Linked DNA regions of Capra hircus: region 1 is linked to region 2. Evidence: chromatin contacts called from public Hi-C data. All regions are on one chromosome and are shown on one strand. The core of a region is the stretch at or near the end of the contact, and the rest is flanking DNA. Distances in the headings are between cores, read along the strand shown. Region 1 holds the start of LOXHD1 (lipoxygenase homology domain-containing protein 1). Region 2 has its middle 23 kb from the start of C24H18orf25.

Region 1 (7,129 bases), core at 3,550-6,049, 490 kb before region 2:
TTCTATTGCTTGCAGTCCTGCTGCTACTGCTAAGTCACTTCAGTCGTGACCGACTCTGTGAGACCCCACAGATGACAGCCCATCAGGCTCCCCCATCCCTGGGATTCTCCAGGCAAGAACACTGGAGTGGGTTGCCATTTCCTTCTCCAATGCATGAAAGTGAAAAGCGAAAGTGAAGTCGCTCAGTCATGTCTGACTTTTCGAGATCCCGTGGACTGTAGCCTACCAGGCTCCTCCATCCATGGGATTTTCCAGGCAAGAGTATTGGAGTGGGGTGCTATTTCCTTCTCCATGCAGTCCTGCATCCTGGCTGATTAAATTTGGTTGCACTCAGATGTAACTGAGGTTTTTGAACTAGACAGTGATCTGACCAAAGACAAGCCTTAGAACTGATTCAGCCAGCAGGGGCATACACTTGAAAGGGGAGGAGCCGGGAGCAATGAGATAATTTTGCATGTGTGTGAGATCATGTGTGTGCAAGCATCATTTGTGCACATGTGCCAGTGGGCAATGGGATAAACAGGCACCTACTTTATTCAGAAGTCCCAACAATTACCCTGTCTGCCCTGCATGTCAGCGTTCTGAATTAGGATGTGGGTGTACAAGACCATGTTCAGTGCCTCATGCTAAGCCTAGGTTGGAGGAGGAGGCTGGCATTGACCCTGGCTCTGCCTGGGGTGGAAGGTGGGGGGGTCTGCACATCATGCTCCGAGCACCTTTTTCCACCAGCCATGTGCAGGTCCTCCCACCAAAGGGCCTGGCATTGTCAGTAGCCAAAACTGCACCACATAAGCTTTCGTAGTGGAAGATAGCAGATGAGGCCGGCCGGTGAGAGACACAGTGGAGTCTGAAGCCAAACACTGTTCCCTCATCCTCCCTTCCAGTCAATCCCTTTCCCTCATGCCTGCCCCCTACAACCACTGGGCTAGTTTCACCACTTCTAGAAGGTTGAGCGCATATGATCAGACAGCATGTAGTTTACTCTGATCAGTTTCTTTCACTCTGAGTAATGCTTCCGAGACTCCTCTGTATTGCGGCGCGTGTCATCTCTTCTTCCGTTATTTTAATGGCTGAACAGTCTTGGCCAGTCAATGGGCATCTGAGTTGTCTCTAGTTATTATCAATAAAGCTTCTATGATCATTCAAATGCAGCTTGTGTGGACTTATATTTTCACTTCTCTTAGGTAGATATCCACAAGTGGAAATTTTGGGTTATGTGGGAAGTGTCTTTACAAGAAAGTGTCAAACTCTTTTGCAAAGTGATGGTATCATCTTACACTGCCACCAGCAGCATGGGGGTTCTAGTTGCTCCACATTCCCGTCCACACTTGGTATTGATTCAGATTCTACTCCCTTAATCATTATGTTCTAGGGACATGGGATGCTCTAAAAATATTTGATTTCAGTTCTTTGAAAAAAATTCCAATAAAAATTTATTTTTTTCTTGAATGGTCCCTTATGCAAAATGAACACGGTTTAATTTTTTTCTCTGAATAGATCCTCGTGCAAAATGATATTTCCCTAGTAATTTCCCTGTAATCTTTAAGGTCCCAAAGACCTCCTGAAGAACACAATATGAAATTAACAACAGAGGTCAAACCACACAGTGCCAGCAGGGGGCGTGCGTCACCCACACTTAAACTCCACTCCTCTTTCTCATTCAGACTTTGGCGTGACTCTAGGGCCGTCCCCCAGCAGAACATGGAAGGAAAGTTCAGAAGGTGGAAGAAAAGTTGATCTTTCCTGAGTGATAATGTTTAGGGCCAGAGATGCCTTCCTGTGGTAAGGACTTGTTCAGTCTCTAAGTTGTGTCTGACTCTTCCGCAACCCCGTGGATTGTAGCCTGCCAGGCTCCTCTGTCCATGGGATTTTCCAGGCAATAATACTGGAATGGGTTGCTATTTCCTTCTCCAGGGCATCTTCCCCACCCAGGGATCGAGCCTGTGTCTCTTGCTGGGCAGGCGGATTCTTTACCACTTGAGCCACTTGTGTGTGCTTGCGTAGTTGATGAGTCGTGTCTGACTCTTTGGAACCCCACCTGGCTGAAGCCCAGCAGGCACCTCTGTCCACAGGGATTCTCCAGGCAAGAATACTGGAGAGGGTAGCCATGCCCTCCTCCAGGGGATCTTCCTGACCCAGGGATTGAACTCAGGTCTCCTGCATTGCAGGCAGATTCATTACCAGCTGAGCCACCAGGGAAACAGACATTTATTCATTTATCAGCACTGGGATCTTAGTTCCCTGACCAGGAATCGAACCTGTATCCTTTGTATTGGAGGCCCAGAATCTTAACCACTGGACCAGCTGGAAAGTCCCCTTGAGCCACTGGGGTGGCTCCAAAACACAAAGCCGCCCCAGGGTCTGGTTAGGGATGTGCATGCTGGCTGCTGTTGGATGTCCTGCATCACCCGGGAGCTTTGAGGACTCGACTGCCCAGGCTCTGCCCCAGACTGAGTAAATCAGGGTCTCTGGGACAACCAGGCAGCAGCCTTTACAAATTCTCCAGGTGACTCTAGTGTGCCGTGGGGGCTGAGCACCCTTGGGCTGGAAGCCTGTTAATCCTACCTGGGTGGCCTGTCTTGGCTCCTCCACCATCCCCAGGTGCCTGCCACTCCATGTCACAGAATGTTGCGGCTACTGGACTGAGAGTCTGCCAGCCCAAACCCCCAGAGGCTCCTGGAGTGCCCCCTGCTGTCGGTAGACAAGCAATGCCAGCTGCCCTCACATCTCTGTGACGTGCTCACCCTAGGCAGCACTCAGCGTCCCATCCTTCTTTCTGGATTGAGTTGAAACCCGCCTTTAATCACCCGCAGTCCTAAGACTGCCCTTTCAGCCTTAGTCTAGACAGTCACTCACATTTGTAGACCCTCAAAATGTCCTCTTCTCCAGGCCCAACTTGCTCTCAGAACGGTATTGGTTCTGGAACACTCACTTTACAAACATGCCGTGTAAAGTGTGTTTTCTTTTCAGCCTATTCTGTTTTCCTTGTAGCTGCTTTGTAGATCTGCCTGTCATTTGTTCATCCATCCACTGAGCATCCATTCATTCACTGAGCAAGCGGGTCCCAAAGCCAGTAGTGTGCCAGACATCTTATAGGTACTGGGAGCCTAGCAGTGAGCAAGGGGCATACAGTGAGCAATGGGGCATGGTCCCTGCCCCCAGAGAGCTCAAGGCTGGGAGAGGCAGGGGAGGGGCATCAAGTAGACAGGGCCTTGCAGGACAGTCTTCAGGAAACTGGCTGTTTCATCTGTTCATTAGTGTCTCTGATGTGTTACTATGGGCTGGGACCCACAGAGGAAGGACACTGGGGTTTGTCCTTGCATATGGGACCTGAAGGAGAGCTTCTGGGACAATCTGAGATGATAATGAAGCATCACTGAACCCCCCCTCCCCCCCCCATTCCTGCCATGCAAAATAAGAGAGGATTCCTGAGTCATGAATGTTTATTAAGCTTCTACTATGTTCCAGAGGCTTCTGCTGACTGAGCACTTTCTCCAAGTGTTCGATAGATTTTAGTGAATCATGCTCCCCCTTTTACAGATGGGGAAACTGGCTTGTCCGAGCTGCACAGCCAGGAGGTGGTAGGCAGACCAGTTTTGTCTTATGACCTTAGTTTTATCTGATGACCTCACACAGCCAGAGAGAGGGATGAAAGTTCCAAGTGGACTGAAAACTTCCAGCATTTCAGGATTTACATAGACATTTTACAATTCAGGCTGTAAGAAATCTTAATAAAATCTTAATAAAATCAGCAAAGAAGAGGGATCTAGTGGCCCTAAGGGAAACTTTCTTGCTGACCAGGGATAGGGAGGGGCCTCTGGTCCTCTTGCTGTGACTCAGAACCCCACATGGGGCTGCAGGGAAGGTGAGGGCTGAGAGGGGCAGGCATCTGGGTGGGCGTTCAGGGTTTCTACTATTTCACTGCAAGGTGCAGAGAGTGATACAAGCAAATGGAAAGCTCTTGTTAGAACAGATGCTGGTCAACTTTGCCAGCCTGTCAGGGTGCTGTGGAGGTCACCTAGGACTCTGTGGGCTTCCCCAGCATCCTTGGCTTCAGCTGTAGGAACTCAGGACTCAGGAAGCACCTTGTGGGTGGTCTGAGTGTTCATCAGAGCACCAGGTCTCTCCTGGCTGAATGGCCTCTTCTCAAGGCGATGAAAATGGAGAGGTTGAGAAGGACCCAGTTAGAACTTTGCCTGCCTTGTAAGATGAGCAGAGGTCATAAATAATAGAGAGAAACTGAGTCCTCTGAGTCAGGGGGCCCAGCTGATTTGGGGCCCTGCATGCCTCAGGAAGGCCCCAGGTCCTGGGGGCATCTTATCATGGCCCTTGATGCTGCAAGACTGGGGTGTCTTTAGGGGGGAGGCCCCACATGTCCCTGGGGTGGGGGGGGCCCTGCTGTGAGGCCAGGTAGGAAACAGATGCCAAGGGCTCATGTCACCTGATTCTCCATGAAAAGAAGAGAGGAGGGTGGGCGGGAGGGGAGGGGTAAGGAGGACAGCCTGTCCTCAGTCCCGGTGAATAAGTCATGAGGCCCAAGGAGAGCCCACGGCAGGTGCAAAGGAGGTGACGGGGGAGAAGGAGCCAGAGACAGGGGCCAGGGGCAGGAAGAGCTGGGGTAAAGCCCTGAGGTCCTGTTTAGGGGCCAGCGGGGAGAAAGGAGCGGAAGGGCTCTGGACACGCGTGGGCTTTGGCCCACCCGAACGTGTGTGCAGGAGCACAAGGAGAGGGGGTCCTGGGAGGGGCCAGGGAGTGGGCACGCTGAGCCAGCGAGGGCCAGGAAGGGGCAGCCGGCACAATGATGCCCCAGAAGAAAAAGAGGAGAAAGAAAGACATTGACTTCCTAGCCCTGTATGAGCAGGAGCTGCTGAACTACGCCTCAGGGGATGACGAGGAGGAGCTGGAGCACGATTACTACAAGGCCAAAGGTCTGCCGGGTCCTGGCTGTGGGGAGGGGGGCCCATCCGACCCATCCCTCGCTCCGACTCGACCCCTTTCCTGCGGACTATCCTGTTGGGTCTGTACTGCATCCCTTTGGGGATGCACGAGGGCCCCACTGTACTGAGGGCCACAGAATCGCAGTGGCACAGAACAGACTAGAACAGAAGTGCCCACCCTCTCCAGCTCCCATACCTCCAGCCCACTCTCTGCGGGGCAGCCTGCATGTGAAGGACCTGTGGGAAGAGACCTGGGTGCTCATCACGTGCTCAGCAGGGGCTCAGGGCTGCTGCCCGCTGTGGCCGACGGAGAGGGAGTCCTGGGGCTTTGCAAGGCGATGCTGTGGTCCACTCGGGGAGGGCAGTTGGCTCTTTGGACCCAGGGCCCTGGCCTTTTAGTCTTCCTTTCCTCTGGGGCACATGGCAGCTGCTTGGAAATACTCTACCTTCACGTCAAGTAAACCAGAGAAGGGGTGAACTAGGGACCCAGGAGCCAGTTTTGGCTTAAAGGGGGCTTTTGTTTGCTTTGGTGGTTTTTTTTTTTTTTTTTTTTTTTTTTTAGCTTTGCTTTTACAATTAAAAAAAATGTTTGACTGTGAATGCCTATTAGGCAGTGGATTTATCACTCGTGTGTGTGTTTGCTCAGGTGTTGTCTGACTTTTTACAACCCAATGGTCTGTAGCTTGCCAGGCTCCTCTGTCCATGGAATATTCTAGGCAAGAATGTTAGAGTGGGTTCCATTTCCTTCTCCAGGAGATATTCCCGACACAGGGATTGAACCCACATCTGTTATATCTCCTCATTGGCAAGCAGATTTTTTTTTTTTTTTTTTTTTACCATTTTGCCACCTGGGTTTCACGCATCAGTGCTGCCTACCTGATCTCTGAAGACATTAAATTCTCAGTGCTCCCTCTAAACTGGCTCACTACCCCCTGTAAGCACCAGATTCACCCATTCATTCACCAAAGAAGTACTGAATGCATATTCTGTGCCCACCGTGGGCTTCTGCTCCTCCTTAATCCCCATCCGTTGGGAGTTCCTTGATTATACCCCATCTGTAGGGCTTGTTCCCCAGCCAAACCTGACCTCTGTGTGGGTGGGGCCCTCCTTTCTTTGTCCTGTCTTCTCACCCTATTCCCAGCACAGTCCCAAGCTCAGAGAAGGAGGTCATCGCCGTGGCGCCGTGAAGGCTGTGGTTCTCCTGGGGCCCCTTTCCCAGCTCCATGTCCCAGGCATCTCCTGGAGTGGAGGTGGGGGTTGTGGGGAGGGACAAGGGGCCTAGAATGAGTGAAGTATTGCCGCCTTTTCTCAGGACGTGCGGTCCAGTGGCGGGGAGGGGCATTGAGGCTAGGTGTTAGGACAGCACTCTTGATAAGTACTCTCAGCTTTGGGGTGATTCACCCTGGCCAGCACGACTGCTGGTGAGAACATTCGAGAAGCTTTCATAGCTGCCACAATGTCCACTTCTGTTCATGGGCTCTGCCTGCCTCAGTGTGACTCACAGCTTCCCTCTTCTCTTTATCCTTCTCAAAGCATTTCCACTTCTGTTCTCACTTTTAATCCTCGAGATCCCCGAGTACAGTCCAGGCAGGTGTGATTGGTCTCAGGCTAAGGACAGAGGCTCCGAGAACTGAAGTGATTTCAGCAAGGTCACTGGCAGGAAAGACAAGAGCTTCAACTGTTCCCAAGACAAGTCCCCACTTCCGGTCAGGATGCTATTCAATAGAATCATGGATTTAAAGCATCAGGCACCACACTGAGCACTTTACTTATGTGGATTGGCTTCATCTTCACAACAACGCATGTAAGAAAAAAAAAATAAATAAATAAACATAAAATAAAAAAAAAAAAAAAAGAGAAAAAAAAAAAAACAAAGATGCGGGTTGGATTCTCAAAATCTTCTTTTTCAGATGCATCAAGTGAGGCACAAGGAAGCTAAATAAAGTGCCTAAGGTCACAAATCTATTAAGTAGCAGAGTTAGGATTTGAATCTTGCTGGTTTGGCTGGTCCTTGCCCTTGTACTGCCCCATCTTGACTGTGCTAAACATAGCTGGAGAAGAGCAAGCCGAGGTGAGTGCCCCGTGACATTCCTAAGAGGCATGGACCCACTGACTCTGCAGTCAGCCACAGGATGGGGTGATGAATGTGGATGGTGCTGACTGTAGTCACATTGTGAGCTTTGCCTGCACTG
Region 2 (7,861 bases), core at 2,837-5,336:
TGTGGAGCTTTTCTGACAGAGCAGGGAAAAGAGGATGCTTGTTTTCCCTGTTTTTGAAAGACAATCACCTCTGTAGCCAGGAATGGTGCCGGCTGCGGGCAGTGTCCAGCCCAGCAGACGATGGGTCACTGGGCACTCGGGAAGTTCTCGGCTGTCTGCATTTTTGTCTGCGTGTGCACTTTATTGGCACCCACAGCCCCCTGCCCCATGTCTGCTCACCCACTGGAAGACCATTCTCCCTTCTCTGCCAAAACCAAAGCACCCAAAATCTCAGAGGGTCTCCAAAAGCTGGATCCAGAAAGACTCATGGATGTGACCTTAGTCTACCCATTCCCCCAGTTTATGGACGAGCAGCTGGAGCCCAGGGAGATTAAGGACTCTCCAGTGTGCTGGTTCTCGCTGTTGCATAACCAGCAACCACAATACGGTGGGTACAGACAGCACACGCTTATTAGCTCAGCTTCCTTGGGTCAGGGGTCTGACTTTAACTTAGTGGGTCCTGTGTCTCAGCGTTGTGATATGTTGAAATCAAGGTGTCAGGTGGGCTGCCATCTCATCAGGGTCTCGAGTGGGGAAAGGTCTGTTTCCAAGCTCCCTCGGGCTCCTGGCAGAATTCCTCTCCTGCGGTAGCAGGACTGAGGTCTTTGTTTTCGTGCTGGTACTCGGCCAAGTGTTCTCAGTGACTGAAAGCTGCCCACAGTTCCTCACCGAGGGCCTCTCCATAGATCCTCTCACAGCATCGAAATTTCTTCAAAGCCAACATGTGAGAGAGCCTTGGCCTCAGGGAAGGCCCGCAGTCCCTCTTTTGAAGCTTTTACCTGATTAAACCAGGCCCACTTACACTCATTTCCTCTTTGATTAAATAAAAATCAGTTGATTTGGGATCTTAATTACATCCTCAAAAATCTCTTCACCTTTGCCATATTCTGTTAGATATTAGACCACAGATCCTGCCCACGCTCAAAGGGCAGAGATCTTCCCAAACCAGGGATCAAACCCAGGTCTCCTGCATTGCAGGAGGATTCTTTCCTAGCTGAGCCAACAGGGAAACAGGGATAAATGCGGGAGACATGAAGCTTAGGGTCACTATATCACCACATGTCACCCTGCTAGATAAAAGCAGGGTTAAGGTAGAGAACCTAGGGTTCATATAGAAACAGGTTTCAGGGGTCAGTTACGTTTCAGAATTCAGACTGTTCTAGATTTTAGAAAGACAATCAGACAGTTACACCATAGACTCACAACATCCTTGGTGTAGTCTGGGACGGCACTCTGTAATCACTGTAGATTTCTGCAATGAAATATATGATTACTCATACCTAGTTGTACATGTAAACCAAAATTAGCTGCATGGTGGTTCAGGTGAGGTTTTGCTGCCAAATAAGCTTAGGTCAGATTAGGTTTTGCCAAATGAATTATGAAGGACTTTTGGGTTTTTAAAGCTTTGGGACTTTGGAAATTCCAGTAAAGGATTGTGGACATCTAATAACTAATACCCAGTGAGTTCTTGCTCACAGCAGATTTAGGCTAAGTCTTGTGCATTCTCAAAATCCTGTGAAGGGAGATATTTTCAAAATATCAATCATTTTCCTCTCCTTTCCTTCTTCTCTTTCAAGTGAGCTCTGTATTTACTGACTTGGGGGTTACCAAACTGGTAACTTGGAGTGTTACCAAACTGATTAACTGGATCTACTCTGGAGTTCTAGCCCAGGCTAAGACCCCTTATTTCATCCAGGGAGGTTCTTTTTCAATTGATTTTGTGCAGCCAATAAAAAAAAAAACAAAAAACTAAGACCAGAATGCTGCTGCTGCTGCTGCTGCTGCGTCGCTTCAGTCGTGTCCGACTCTGTGCAACCCCATAGATGGCAGCCCACCAGGCTCCCCCATCCCAAGATTCTCCAGGCAAGAACACTGGAGTGGGTTGCCGGAATAGCACAAGCTTTATTCAGTGGCTAATGAATGGAAAAACCAGACTGGTTCCAAATAGGAAAAGGAGTATGTCAAGGCTGTATATTATCACCCTGCTTATTTAACTTATATGCAGAGTACATTATGAGAAATGCTGGGCTGGAAGAAGCACAAGCTGGAATCAAGATTACCAAGAGAAATATCAATAACCTCAGATATGCAGATGACACCACCCTTATGACAGAAAGTGAAGAGGAACTAAAAAGCCTCTTGATGAAATTGAAAGAGGAGAGTGAAAAAGTTGGCTTAAAGCTCAACATTCCGAAAACGAAGATCATGGCACCTGGTGCCATCACTTCATGGGAAATAGATGGGGAAACAGTGGAAACAGTGTCAGACTTTATATTTTGGGGCTCCAAAATCACTGCAGATGGTGATTGCAGCCATGAAATTAAAAGACGCTTACTCCTTGGAAGGAAAGTTATGACCAACCTAGATGGCATATTCAAAAGCAGAGACATTACTTTGCCAACAAAGTTCCATCTAGTCAAGGCTATGGTTTTTCCAGTAGTCATGTATGGATGTGAGAGTTGGACTGTGAAGAAAGCTGAACGCCGAAGAATTGATGCGTTTGAACTGTGGTGTTGGAGAAGACTCTTGAGAGTCCCTTGGACTGCAAGGAGATCCAACCAGTCCATTCTAGAGGAGATCAGTCCTGGGTATTCTTTGGAAGGAATGATGCTAAAGCTGAAACTCCAGTACTTTGGCCACCTCATGCGAAGAGTTGACTCATTGGAAAAGACTCTGATGCTGGGAGGGATTGGGGACAGGAGGAGAAGGGGACGACAGAGGATGAGATGGCTGGATGGCATCACTGACTCAATGAACGTGAGTTTGAGTGAACTCCGGGAGTTGGTGATGGACAGGGAGGCCTGGCGTGCTGCGATTCATGGGGTCGCAAAGAGTCGGACATGACTAAGTGACTGAACTGAACTGAATGAATGGAAAGGCAGGAACCTGGTTCACAAATCAACCTGTCTCAACCTGATTAGGGCTGAGATACCAAATATACAGTATAGGAGGATCAAGTAAAAGGGAGGGATTTGGAAAGAGTCGGAGGAATGTTCATGAATTAGCTGAGCTTTGCTACTTGTCGTCAAGACAATTGTTAACTGTCATTGTGCCTGTGGGTATGTCATTTAGAGTCTTTATTTTTTTTCAGTGTTTATTTGGTTGCTCTGGGACTTAGTTGCAGCACGCAGGATCTTCAATTGCAGCATGTGGGATCTAGTTCCCAGACCAGGGATGGAACCTGAGCCCCGTGCATGGGGAGTCTTGGCCACTGGACCATTAAAGAAGTCCTCGTCATTCAGATTCTAATGCATTAGAAAGAGCGTATACTGAGGCTCAAGGTCCACTGGAAATCAAATCTTCCATCATCTTGGGCCTGGTTGGTTCGAAATTGTTTTTTCTCTTTGCAGCTTTTTCCTGAAACTTAGATAAGAGCAATCCATTTTTTTTGAGGGAGGGGCAGGGTATGACTCTGGGGCAGCAGCCTTGGTAACAGGGGCAGCTGGATGGGGTAGGAGCCTGTGAGTTTCTCCACCTTCTCTGCCGCCAAAGCTGTTCCAGCCCCAAATGGGGAGGGGACGTGGGGCTTTGATAAACCACTTTGGACAAGCGAAACCCAAAATAAGACACATCAAAACACTGGGAATAGATGCCTCACCCGAGGCTAGGGAGAGAAAAGATTTGGAGCTCCTGGAAGCACAGTTCTGCTGGCAGGACCCCAAGGGTTAGGGCCCAGCCTGCATCTAGACAAGCTGGGGCCCAGGGTGGGTGGCCTCTGCTTCTGGAGCGGACCACTGGCTCCTGACTAGACACTGTTGGCTCCAGCCGTCCTTAACTGCTCTCTCATAACGTGTGCAATGGAGGCCTTGCTTTGTAACCAGGAAGCTTTTCTCCTGCCAGATACTGACCCCGCTGCTAAATAGACAGTGCTCAATAAGTGCTCCCTCACTGATTTTTCAGGGAGGACTTGAAGGTGGAAGGGGTGGGGGTGCTCCAGACCCCTCCCTCCAGGGTAACGGCTAACTGCGGTTCACTCCCTCTGAAGTGTTTGGCTTAGGAGATCCTCTGATCTACTTCCTTACAACCTAGGTCAGGTTTCATTACATCATCCTCCACTCAAAGCGCCAGAGCCTAGTGGCAAATTGGTGCAATCCGCAGGCCTGAAGAGGCACACTGCTGCGCTGTGTCCCCGCTGGACTGAATTCCACCATGTGATTTTTGCCTCTGGCCCCAGAACCCCAGGGACAGCCTTTCAAGGAAAGGGTTTGTTCTTTTTCTTCCCCTTTGAAAGTATTTTTAAAATATGACTGCCCCCTGGTGGTTAAAATTATATATGTAAATGCTGCTGCTGCTGCTGCTAAATCCCTTCAGTCGTGTCCGACTCTGTGCGACCCCATAGACAGCAGCCCACCAGGCTCCGCCGTCCCTGGGATTCTCCAGGCAGGAACACTGGAGTGGGTTGCCATTTCCTTCTCCAACGCGTGAAAGTGAAGTCGCTCAGTCGCGTCTGACTGTTAGCGACCCCATGGACTGCAGCCTACCAGACTCCTCCATCCACGGGATTTTCCAGGCAAGAGTACTGGAGTGGGTTGCCATTGCCTTCTCTGATATATGTAAATACCAGTATGATGGGCTCAATAAAGGACAGAAATGGTAGGGACCTAACAGAAGCAAAAGATATTAAGAAGAGGTGGCAAGAATACACTGTACAAAAAAGATCTTCACGACCAAGATAATCACGATGGTGTGATCACTCACCTAGAGGCAGACATCCTGGAATGTGAAGTCAAGTGGGCCTTAGAAAGCATCACTACGAACAAAGCTAGTGGAGGTGATGGAATTCCAGTTGAGCTATTTCAAATCCTAAAAGATGATGCTGTGAAGGTGCTGCACTCAATATGCCAGCAAATTTGGAAAACTCAGCAGTAGCCACAGGACTGGAAAAGGTCAGTTTTCATTCCAATCCCAAAGAAAGGCAATGCCAAAGAATGCTCAAACTACCACACAATTGCACTCATTTCACATGCTAGCAAAGCAATGCTCAAAATTCGCCAAGCCAGGCTTAAGCAATGTGTGAACCGTGAACTTCCAGATGTTCAAGCTGGTTTTAGAAAAGGCAGAGGAACCAGAGATCAAATTGCCAACATCCGCTGGATCATGGAAAAAGCAAGAGAATTTCAGAAAAATATCTATTTCTGCTTTACTGTGTGGATCACAATAAACTGTGGAAAATTCTGAAAGAGATGGGAATACCAGACCACCTGACCTGCCTCTCGAGAAATCTGTATGCAGGTCAGGAAGCAACAGTTAGAACTGGACATGGAACAACAGACTGGTTCCAAATAGGAAAAGGAGTACGTCAAGGCTGTTATTGTCACCCTACTTATTTAACTTCTATGCAGAGTACATCATGAGAAACGCTGGGCTGGAAGAAACGCAAGCTAGGATCAAGATTGCTGGGAGAAATATCAATAACCTCAGATATGCAGATGATACCACCCTTGTGGCAGAAAGTGAAGAAAAGCTAAGGAGCCTCTTGATGAAAGTGAAAGAGGAGAGTGAAAAAGTTGGCTTAAAGCTCAACATTCAGAAAACTAAGATCATGGCATCCTGTCCCATCATTTCATGGCAAATAGATGGGGAAACAGTGGCTGACTTTATTTTTGGGGGCTCCAAAATCACTACAGATGGTAATTGCAGCCATGAAATAAAAAGACACTTACTCCTTGGAAGAAAAGCTATGACCAACCTAGATAGCGTATTAAAAAGCAGAGACATTGTTTTGCCAACAAAGGTCCATCTAGTCAAGGCTATGGTTTTTCCAGTAGTCATGTATGGATGAGAGAGTTGGACTATAAAGAAAGCTGAGTGCCGAAGAATTGATGCTTTTGAGCTGTGGTGTTGGAGAAGACTTTTGAGAGTCCCTTGGACTACAAGGAGATCCAACCAGTCCATCCTAAAAGAGATCAGTCCTGAATGTTCATTGGAAGGACTGATGTTGAAGCTGAAACTCCAAAACTTTGGCCACCTGATGCGAAGAGCTGACTCATTTGAAAAGACCCTGATGCTGGGAAAGATCGAGGGCAGGTGGAGAAGGGGATGACAGAGGATAAGATGGTTGGATGGCATCTCCGACTCAAAGGACATGAGTTTGAGCAAGCTCCGGGTGCTGATGATGAACAAGGAAGCCTGGCCTGCTGCAGTCCATGGGGTCGCAAAGAGTTGGATGTGATTCAGTGACTGAACTGAACTGAACCAAGTTTTTATTTTTAAAAACTCAATAATTTCTGAACAGAGGGACTTCCTTGACATGTTAATAAATCTGAACCTAGGCTTAAAGGTGAAGGCACTTTAGTAGAAGGATCTCCACTCAGTTCAGGAACACAGCAAAGTCGTTCCTTTTGTCAGGTTGCATTTTCCAACGGTGACCACAGTGATATCTTCCACGCTCTTCTTACAATGTAATCCTGACCTTCCAACCACTGGCTGGGGAGTGTATGTCCCTTTCTCTTGACTCTGTGGGTGGACTTCTAATACAGTGATGATGGAATTGAGGCTTTGTGACTTTCAAGATTTGTCATAAGAATGCTATTATATCTCTGCCTTGCTCTGTTAAAATGCTTAAAAACCAGCCATCAAATTGGAAATAAGCCCAGATCAGCCATCATGAAGAGACCACACAAAGACGTCAGGTGTTAATGTTTTAGCCCGAGGCTGCCAGCTTGAGATCCTGCCCAAAGCCAGCAACAACTGCCAGGCAAACAACTGAAGCATCCCTGGTGATTCTACCCCTCAGCTCTTTAACCATCCCCAGCCTTTCAATCTTCCCAACCTGAGGCTGTATACAGGATGGAGCAAACGTGAATAATGCCCACTGTGCCCCATCTCAGCTCCTCACCCAAAGAATCCACAGTTATTTTATGCCATTTGGGGTAGTTCATTATACAGTCCATGCACGCGTGCCAAGTCACTTCAGCCATGTCCAACTCTTTGTGACCCCAGGGACTGTAGCCCGCCAGGCTCCTCTGACCATGGAATTCTCCTGGCAAGAGTCCTGGAGTGGGTTACCATTTCCTCCTTCAGGGAATCTTCTCGACGCAGGGATTGTGTTTCTTGTCTTCTGCACTGGCAGGCGGGTTCTTTACCACTAGTGCCACCTGGGAAACAGTCATTGTACAGTAATAATGACTAAAACTTTTGCTGTTATTAATACCACCGTGACCACGTTGGCATGATAGTTCTTGCTGAGAAAAAAATAAGAAGATCCAAAGTTGATAAGGAGGAAGTAAACTTATATTATTTGCATGTGAAATAATTACATATCTGGAAAAGTCAAGAGAATACACTGAAAAAATATTAGGACAATAAGAGAATGAGGGGTTAGTTTCAAAATCTAATTTCTTTCTTTCTTTTTTTAAAAAAAGATTTAAATATTTATTTCTTCGGATACACCAGGTCTTGGGGCAACTCGGGATCTTTGACCTTTGTTGTGAATTCAGGGTCTTTGGTTGTGGCATGTGAACCCTTAGTTGCGGCATGTGGGATCTAGTTTCCTGACTAGGGATCGAACTCAGGCCCCCTGCATTAGGAGTGCAGAGTCTTAGCCACTGCACCATGAAGGAAGTCCCCTAAAACCTAATTTCTTTCCATTTTTACTTGCATAAATGACCAAAGTTGTGACTCCCATTGTCAAAATTTCTGTAACATTGCCTACTTATAATTGAAATTCTAATTTAGAGACATCATAAGTGGAGAATACACACTGGTTGCCAGCTTAGCAAATAGAACAAAATATAGGACACCCAGTTAAATTTGAATATTTGATAAACAACAAGGACAGTTCTAGCATAACTGTGCCCCATTAGTCCTGTTTGTTAGAAGG

The links. Hi-C and Micro-C count contacts between places; a contact is called where the count stands out from the background.
Region 1: a Hi-C map of liver shows a contact between it and region 2, with 5 times the contacts expected there. The contact joins the promoter of LOXHD1 here to the enhancer-like site in region 2. A contact is called at or near these places in 2 of 5 Hi-C or Micro-C datasets (blood and liver).

What each region holds. Positions count from the first base shown.
Region 1 is chr24:46,627,153-46,634,281 of ARS1.2, reverse strand. LOXHD1 (lipoxygenase homology domain-containing protein 1) reads left to right here and starts at 4,799. Exons shown (of 40, transcript XM_018039819.1): 1 at 4,799-4,928. The coding sequence starts at 4,799.
Region 2 is chr24:46,137,791-46,145,651 of ARS1.2, reverse strand. No RefSeq gene overlaps it. Among named protein-coding and RNA genes, the nearest start is that of C24H18orf25, 23 kb to the left of the region's middle. Within about 2 kb of position 4,086, at least 2 of the 5 cell types and tissues checked have an H3K27ac peak or open chromatin away from gene starts, as enhancers often do.